3 separate regions of the Mus musculus genome follow, and all the other regions are linked to region 2. Evidence: chromatin contacts called from public Micro-C data. All regions are on one chromosome and are shown on one strand. Each heading gives the region's core, a stretch centred on a gene start, on an enhancer-like site or on the middle of the called end of the contact. The rest is flanking DNA. Distances are from core to core; before and after follow the strand shown.

Region 1 (2,700 bases), core at 53-2,552, 200 kb before region 2:
AGAGTGGTCTTGGGTGGGACAGGAGGAACCTTCTTCATCCATCAAGTCAGCTGGGTCAAAATGATGAGAGAATGTTTTGCCATTTTAGCTAGAGACTTTCCACTCCTCTACCCTGATATAATATGGCAAGGAGACTGATGGACAGTCGTCTAGGCTTTGTGGGCCCAGGGTCCCTGTCTCTTCTACCTCATTTCTTGCAGCATAAATGGCCAGAAACAAGCCTTGAACACAGGCTTCATTCCAATAAATGTTTATTTAAAGAGAACTCGACCCGAGCACGACGCTCTGATGAACCCTATCGAGGAGGGTGGGAGTTTCGGCGGAAGGCTTGAAGTTGGAGGCTAAGATGCTTTCATGGCAGGCAGAGGAGGGCGTGTCCTGATTGGGGACCAGGAAGAGGAGGCAGCTGATGTTAGAGAGGACATGTTGCCTTTGGCTCCACTCACAGTTCCATCCTTAGTGATTCTAAATCACCCCGCCCTCTCTTACCTCCGTGTTGGGTACTTCTCTGGTGTCTGTTTCTTTGAACTATGGGCGTTTGGACGTCAAGGTGTTTGACTTGTGTATCTCAGGGTGGCCTCATACTATGTAGTTAAGGATGACCTTGGATTCCTGATCCTCCTGCCTTCTCCTGACAACTAGGATAGCATGCATATATGCCACCACATCTTGCTTGTGCAGTGCCCCGAGGCTGGACCCCAGGGTTTCCTGTATGTTAGGCAAGCCCTCTGCCAACTCGCTTACAGCTTTAGCCCAGCCTGTATCTTCTGTTTTGTTTTCATTGTGAACAGGCTGCTTTTCCTCAGTTTCCAGCTAGCGACCTCATCTTCACCCCTTACCTCTCCTTACTGCGAGACATGTTTCCAAGACCTGAGCCACAGATATACCAGTTCCATCTCACTTCACTGGGGAATTGACCCAGATGGCTCTCATCCTTGGAGGGCTAGTGACTAATGGTAGTGATGGCTGGCTTGTCAGAGGAGCTGAAATCATACGGCAACCATGACTTCACATCCTCACACACACATCCACTGTCTCGTCTCCCCCCCACCCCCAGCTCCCCCCTCCTCATCCCATCTTCCTGTTTTGGGAACAAAAAATATCTCTGACTCCACATGGCCAACACAGCTGTCCAAGCGACTGCAAACAGACAAGAGAGTGGAGTCAGCGAGAGGATGAGTCACCGCACAGCCGCACCATTTATACTCTCCCCTCCCCCCACCTCCTCCTGACTTGGGACTCAGTGCTTGGGAAACAGTGGCCACTGCAGCTCGAGATCCCTGTGCAAGGAAGAGCTTTTGGGGGTTGGAGTCAGCCACTTGGCTAATTGGTCGCCCACTCCTGGTCCGCCTGCACGAGCAAGCAGCATTCCAATCGAATGAGAACGTGAGACTGTTGGATGAGTGGCTTAGTGGTATTTACATATTTTCAAAAAAAAATAAAACAAAAGACAATACAATCCACAGTGCAGGAAGTAAATGCAATCTAGTTGCGGCCTACCAGTGTTTCTTGGGTGGTCACATGGAGAAAGCGTAAAGCCAGAAAAGCCTGTGAGAACAAACACTCCTCCTATCCCCAGATCTGTTAATCAAATTAAACCATGAGAAGTCATGGAACCAAACCTCTTGTATGGCAAAGGGCGCTGCTTGATCGTCTCAGCTGAGGCTGTTGTTATTATCATGGTGGTTTTATTTGGATCTTGGTTGGCATCGGCTTGAACTCTGTGTGTCTGGATGTCTAATAACAATCACGACAATCTGTGATTAGTACCCCATTCACTTTTCGATAAGTTTCTCCTGTGGTGAGGACGTTGGCCTTCGAGACATGGGAAGCTTAGGGTTCAAGTGATCTTACTGCACTCATTGACTGTCTCCTGCTTTTCTGTGAGCTCAGTCAACCTTCTGTAGTCACCGCCCTTGCGTCTTCTTTCAAAGTTTCTTTCCTCTGCTTTGTGCCCGGCTTGCCAGGGGATTGCATTTGGATTCTCAGGCTGTGGAGGAGAGAAATAGACAAGACCGAAGCCCGAGGAGCAGCTGCTCGTCCGTTCTCTGCCAAGGCTTGGCAGCGGATTCCTGGGGGAAGCAGGAGGCACCTGGTTCACACAGGACCAGCACAGCTGGTCCATCGTGTGACTGGCAGAGTGTGGCTTCCTTCGTCACTGAAGTGACTGGCCCCTGTGATCTTGCCACAGCTTGCAGAGGCAGAGAGGGACACAGTGAAAGCGGAACACCTCAGCGGAGCAGGTGCAAGTCACATGTCACTGATGAACAATGGGCACTCTGCACACAGGAGGCTTTGATCTGAGGCTCTGAAAGGCTGCTCTGTTGGACAGGGTGTTGGCTGAGGCAGACCGTTTGGAACGGTATTGGGTAGGGTCCTTAATCCAAGATCATCAATGCAAGAGTGATTGTCAATAATATGCATAGTCAAACACTCTCGGTTTCAGGGATCTCTTTGGGAGAAAGCAATGTATTTGTAGGAACGGTATATTCATGAAGGGATAAGTTCCCATTATTGACAGATGTAGTTCGAACCACACTCCCCCCATCTCTATCTTTGCAGCTTACAGTGCGCGCGCGCGCGCACACACACACACACACACACACACACCCCTGTAGCTATCTCTGTGCATTCTGTGTGCCTCGCCCTATGTAAGTATTTCTAATAAACATGGCACTGAGGAGCTCTCTTAAGTCACTG
Region 2 (2,700 bases), core at 168-2,667:
ATGACAGTTTTACTTTATTTTTTTCCATTTTTATTAGGTATTTAGCTCATTTACATTTCCAATGCTATACCAAAAGTCCCCCATACCCACCCACCCCCACTCCCCTACCCACCCACTCCCCCTTTTTGGCCCTGGCGTTCCCCTGTACTTGGGCATATAAAGTTTGCGTGTCTACTTTATTTTTGACATTATAATTTAACTACACTTAGTCTCTCTTTATTTCCTCCAAATACTTCCATATACATCTCCCTACTCTCCTTCAAATTCATGGAATCTTCTTTTTCTAATTATTTTTGCAGGCACAACAAACCTGTGTGTGTGTGTGTGTGTGTGTGGTGTATGTATGCCCACAATAACAATATAAATATGTATGCCAAATATAATGTATTTATCTAATGCCACCTGTGTATATGCTTTCAGGGCTGACTGTTTGGTATTGGATAAGCAATTGGTGTGCTCTTCCCTGGGGAAGATAATCTCTCCCATTTCCAGCTTTTTTTAGTTGCCTACAGTTCTTTGTGTAGGGTTGAGATCTCGTGTGTGTGTGTGCACGCGTGTGTGTTTGTAAATGTGAGTCAACATATATAGAACTAGAGACGCAGTTCAGTTGCTGAATGCCTGATACAGGGAATCCTGGGGTTCAACCCCTTGCACTGTATAAATTGGATGTAGTATTATACATCTGTCATTCCAGCACTCAGGAGGTAAAAGTAAGGGATAAGAAATTCAAGATAATCCCCAGCTACAGAGGGAAGCCAGTCCGGAATGCGTGAGCTTTTGTTTCAAAAATCATTTTCAATATCCTGTCAGCCTTTAACAAAGGAATGGAAGGATTCTTCTGAATTGGGAAGCAATTCAAGCCACCCAATTTTTCTTTTGCACACATGCAAGCCACCATTTTTCTTTTGCCCTTTATGTAATGGTGGACAACATTTTAATAATAATGACCCATGTTGACTAAAAAAGAAAAAAAAAGCATGAAAAAATCCATTTTTCCTGTATCCCGTGGAGTGGAGAGTGAACTAGAGCCATTTGACTCCTTGTATGCCTACATTCAAAATGAAAGCAAATCACTTTGTAAGTACTTCTAAAATTTGTGTGGTATTAACTTTGTGAATGTCTATATGGCTTGTCTTATACAGTTTGTGTAGGCTTAGATTTTTCAAACTTACTTTAACAAGGATTCTGAAGTACTTCAACCTCCCTTCTAACCCACTGTCTAAGGGTAGGGAAGAAAAGATGGTTAATAGGACAAGGGGATGTGGACCTGTTTAGAAGTAGTTCTTTGGGTGTGATTCCAATCTCCATTGTCAGGATACCAGCAATATAGTTCAGTAGTGTCATGATACCAACAGTCAAGTTCAAAAGTGTCACCAAACACAAATCAGCAACTGTAGTATGACTCATCAGAAACCATCAGGCTCCCACTGAATCATCATGAGTCAGTGGGAGCAACCAGAACCAGCCGGAATGCCAGGAGATCTCCACCATACCTCTCTTAATGAAGTGAAGATCAGTGAAGACTCAAGACCAATCATACCAAGGATACTGCTGGTATCCTGACAAATGGAGATTGGAAGTGCTCCCATATTGTACAACTAGCTATGCAAGCATACTGTCACTGTCCACTGAGTCCCACTTATACTCTTTCCAAACATCACATGTCCTCTCACGGGTCTTACCCTCTGCAAAACAACATGTGAATGTGCATCACATGAGGTAGCAAGAAATTTCCACCTCAAGTTTGGGTCTATTGTCATTTAAAATTTAAAGTTAAAAACAAACGGGAAAAAAAATCCACCAAGAAAACTCATGGGAAAGTGCTTATGTATGTAGAAGGTGATAAATAATCAATAAACATGAAGGAAGATGGCATCAAAAGAGAGGAAGAGAGCTGGAATGAGAATATATAATTAAGCTGAGATGTGTGGTTATTTTTAAAAGCATATTCAAAACTTCTCCTTGGAGTGTGAATGGCGGCATGCAGTTAGGTTAGGCTTAGCCTAATGCTCAGCTCTCACATATGTAGAAGGTGTTGATATAAAAACACAGCTTTCATCTCAAAGGGAGTAATAGTGACCACACAGGAGTGACCACAACACAATGGTTTAATTTGGACTTACAGTTACAGAACAAAAGAGGGGCATAAACATGGTACCTTTAGAATGCACTGATAAGGACATCAGGTAGGTGGTATATCAAGGCAGGGACATCTCTGCTGCGGCTTGTAGATGCTGTCTGATGACAGTCTTAGCTTGTGGTTGGTCTGTTAACTATTGCAAAAGGATGTTAGTTCAAATGAAGAAGTAGGCAGTGAATTACTTATGAGGGGTTAGAGACAGCTCCAGATAATTTGGCTCTGGATCTATAATAGTCCAATTCCCCACAACTGCAGATGTTCTAATTAGTTAGACCACCTTGGAAGATTTTAAACGTAGGCATGAACTTCTCCCACCCCCAGATCTTCTGTAGTAGAGAGGACCAAGAAGTACTGAATGATAAAAGATCAGGTTTTGGAAAGTTAGTATAAGCATGAACATGGTGGGTGGGTTGTGTCTGTGGGACAGAGGAAGTACCTGGGGCAGAAGTGGAACAAATTATCTCTAATGCAAATAATATAATCTGCATGAAAGGACACTTGACCAGGTTTTGGTCCAACGTTGAATATCTGATATAGCTCGCCAGGTGACATGTGTGCAT
Region 3 (2,700 bases), core at 172-2,671, 180 kb before region 2:
AGGGCCAAGCTGACTGGGAGCAGTATCAACCACTGGACCAGATGGTCCTGGGAGCCATAAAAAAAGCAGGCTGAGCAAGCCAGTAAGTATCATTCCTTCACGGTCCAGCTTTAATCTCTGCCTCCAGATTCCAGCATTGAGTTCCCGGTCTAACTTCTCTTCCTGGTGACTATACAGTGGAGGATAAAATGAACCCTATTCTTCCCAAGTTGTTCATGGCCATTCCTGTTTCACAGCGACAGAAATCAAACTAGAATAGTGTGAAAACTTCAAAGCCCACCACAACCATCTTTTTCTTAGTAACAGATTTGTGTCTCTGTTTGGTGAGACGACACATTTAATTCCTCCAGTGCTGGTTCCAATGAGCTCTTTATGAGTCTAAAGGGATTATCAACACTGCATTTGAAAGATGGAGTCACAGTAATTTCTAGCAAGATGTTGAAAGCTTTGGGCTCATTGGTGTATGTGAAAATGATCATGTATTAATTTAATATGGGTAGCAGAAGCAATCTGGGATTAGAGGGGACAAAGGGACAAGGGAGAGAGGAGATGGGGAATTGTATGCTGCATCTTGAACTCATTCATGGGATCATGATGGCCTGAGCTACTACCACCCATGTCATTTTGTCTCTATGCCAAAGTGACCTCAAAAAGGGTAAGTTCCAGTTAGGATCTATTGAGCAAGAGTGGGGCACTCGACACGACTGAACAAGGTTGGAACTTTTGGGATCAGTGCATTGATCAGCCTCTACCTAGGCAACAAGATACCTAGGCAAAGGATCTCATCGGGAGACAGGGTATTGATGGTGTGATATTGGTGGTAGCAGTGAAGGTTCTTCTGTGTTTGATACTGAGAACAGAGACACTTACCCACGAAGGGCTTCCAGGAAAGGAAGCTGTGGTGGGGCAGGTACTAGTTTACTGTATTATCAACCAGAGACTGAATGTGACGTCATGGCGGGACTACTCCCATCTACTCAGGGTTTGAAACCATCTTCCAGCCAGAGATGGCTGGAGCAAGGGTCACTGTTGGTCTCATCAGTTGGTTACTGATGTCCAGTGTGGAGGATGGATGCCAAGGCCTTTGGCATGCTGGATCATGACCAACATTGACCTGCCTCTGAGATTCTTCAGCCCATAATTTTGTTATTTGAAAATGTTCTAGGTTATCAAGGCTTGAAATGAATGATTCTTCTATAGCAAATGAAGCTACCAGGCCAATATTCTTCCAATGTCTTCTTATATGGTATATCATGCCTTTTGCATCTTCTAATATGCTGTCTGCTCCCTTAAGTCTTTGAAGATCCGTATGTTCTATTACCAGAGGCTGAGACAGACTTCTTCTTGTGCTATACAAGTCTGGGCTATTTCACCAGCCACCTGCTCCTCTGGACAGTTCTTATGGGTGACTCCACTTTGGCGGATTGGCTGATTAGTTACAGTGATGTGGTCACCAGCCACAGCTCTTTTGGGGCTTGATAATGCCCTAGCATTCATTCATCTTTGGCTATGTCAGTTTGTCATACACCAAACTCCCTCAGCTGAGGGACAGGAGGATTCGAGGTGTCCTGTGACCAGTGTGTTCTGGTCTTTGGCTCCTGGGCACTCTTTAGCAAGGGCCAGCTGGTACTTCCTTTCCTTAGTTAGGGGGGCGCAGCACAGCCTGCAGGCAGACAGCAATTAAAATGGCCATTCCTTCAGTTCACCACAATCAAACTGTTTCTTTGTGGCTTGTTCTTGGTACCACTGCCTTTCCAGAGACTCCTTGGCTGTATTTACCCAGGATTAAAGTGATGCCTTAGGCATTTTGGGAGAAGCTGGACAGCCTTTGAGAATTCTCTGACTCCACCCTCCACAGAGCTTCACTTCCATCAAAAGTGCCTCTTTCTTTCTGGAGGGGAAAGTCCCGGAACTGGGTGGGATGCCCCAGGGAGCCAGAAAACCAGGGTTCAGGACAACTTTCTTATAATGTCCTAATTTTGAGTCACAGGGGGAGAAATGGGACTTAAAACAATGCCCTTTCTTTCTTTCTTTCTTTCTTTCTTTCTTTCTTTCTTTCTTTCTTTCTTTCTTTCTTTCTTTCTTTCTTTCTTCCTTCCTTCCTTCCTTCCTTCCTTCCTTCCTCTCTCTCTCTCTCTCTCTCTCTTTCTTTCTTTCTTTCTTATGTTCTTTCTAATGTTCTTTCTTTCTGTTCTAATGTTGAAACATTAGACCATTGAGACCTTAATGTCTCCATCGGCAGCAAGAAACTGGAGGTTATAGATGGATGGCAGACCAGGATTTGGAAAGTAGTTGAGTGACTTATAAGTGCGGGTTGTGGCGGCACTCACCTTTAATCCCAGCACTCGGGAGGCAGAGGTAGGCAGATTTCTGAGTTCGAGGCCAGCCTGGTCTACAAAGTGAGTTCCAGGACAGCCAGGGCTATACAGAGAAACCCTGTCTCAAAAAAAAAAAACAAAAAAAAACAAAAAAAAACAAAAGCCAAAAACCCAAAAACAAAAACAAACAAACAAAAAAACCCACCCCCCCCCCCAAAAAAAAACCAAACCAACAAACCAAAAACCAAAACCAAACAAACAAAAAAGTTCCAGCCTTTAAACACACTGGAATGTTATAATGGAGCAAGTTTAAGTGAGACGAGAGAGACATGTGTGTGGGAGACAGACCTGAGCAGCCAGGAGGACCAGTGTGCTCAGGTCT

Evidence for each region. A called contact is a pair of places that touch in the nucleus more often than the background predicts.
Region 1: a contact with region 2 is called in a Micro-C map of muscle stem cells, with 3 times the contacts expected there. The contact joins two enhancer-like sites. A contact is called at or near these places in 1 of 15 datasets of contacts at CTCF or cohesin (stem cell-derived epiblast-like cells), 12 of 484 Hi-C or Micro-C datasets (differentiating embryonic stem cells, embryonic stem cells, muscle stem cells and 1 more), 1 of 115 datasets of contacts at active chromatin or transcription factors (embryonic stem cells) and 1 of 9 other capture datasets (embryonic stem cells).
Region 3: a Micro-C map of muscle stem cells shows a contact between it and region 2, with 3 times the contacts expected there. The contact joins two enhancer-like sites. A contact is called at or near these places in 1 of 15 datasets of contacts at CTCF or cohesin (stem cell-derived epiblast-like cells), 18 of 484 Hi-C or Micro-C datasets (differentiating embryonic stem cells, embryonic stem cells, muscle stem cells and 2 more), 2 of 115 datasets of contacts at active chromatin or transcription factors (embryonic stem cells and stem cell-derived neural progenitor cells) and 1 of 9 other capture datasets (embryonic stem cells).

The regions. Positions count from the first base shown.
Region 1 is chr13:47,334,964-47,337,663 of GRCm38.p6, forward strand. No RefSeq gene overlaps it. Among named protein-coding and RNA genes, the nearest start is that of Gm52039, 99 kb to the left of the region's middle. Within about 2 kb of position 1,303, at least 75 of the 459 cell types and tissues checked have an H3K27ac peak or open chromatin away from gene starts, as enhancers often do. A contact at or near this core is called in muscle stem cells, where this site is marked.
Region 2 is chr13:47,531,709-47,534,408 of GRCm38.p6, forward strand. No RefSeq gene overlaps it. Among named protein-coding and RNA genes, the nearest start is that of Gm52028, 30 kb to the right of the region's middle. Within about 2 kb of position 1,418, at least 2 of the 459 cell types and tissues checked have an H3K27ac peak or open chromatin away from gene starts, as enhancers often do. A contact at or near this core is called in muscle stem cells, where this site is marked.
Region 3 is chr13:47,351,175-47,353,874 of GRCm38.p6, forward strand. No RefSeq gene overlaps it. Among named protein-coding and RNA genes, the nearest start is that of Gm35733, 86 kb to the right of the region's middle. Within about 2 kb of position 1,422, at least 2 of the 459 cell types and tissues checked have an H3K27ac peak or open chromatin away from gene starts, as enhancers often do. A contact at or near this core is called in muscle stem cells, where this site is marked.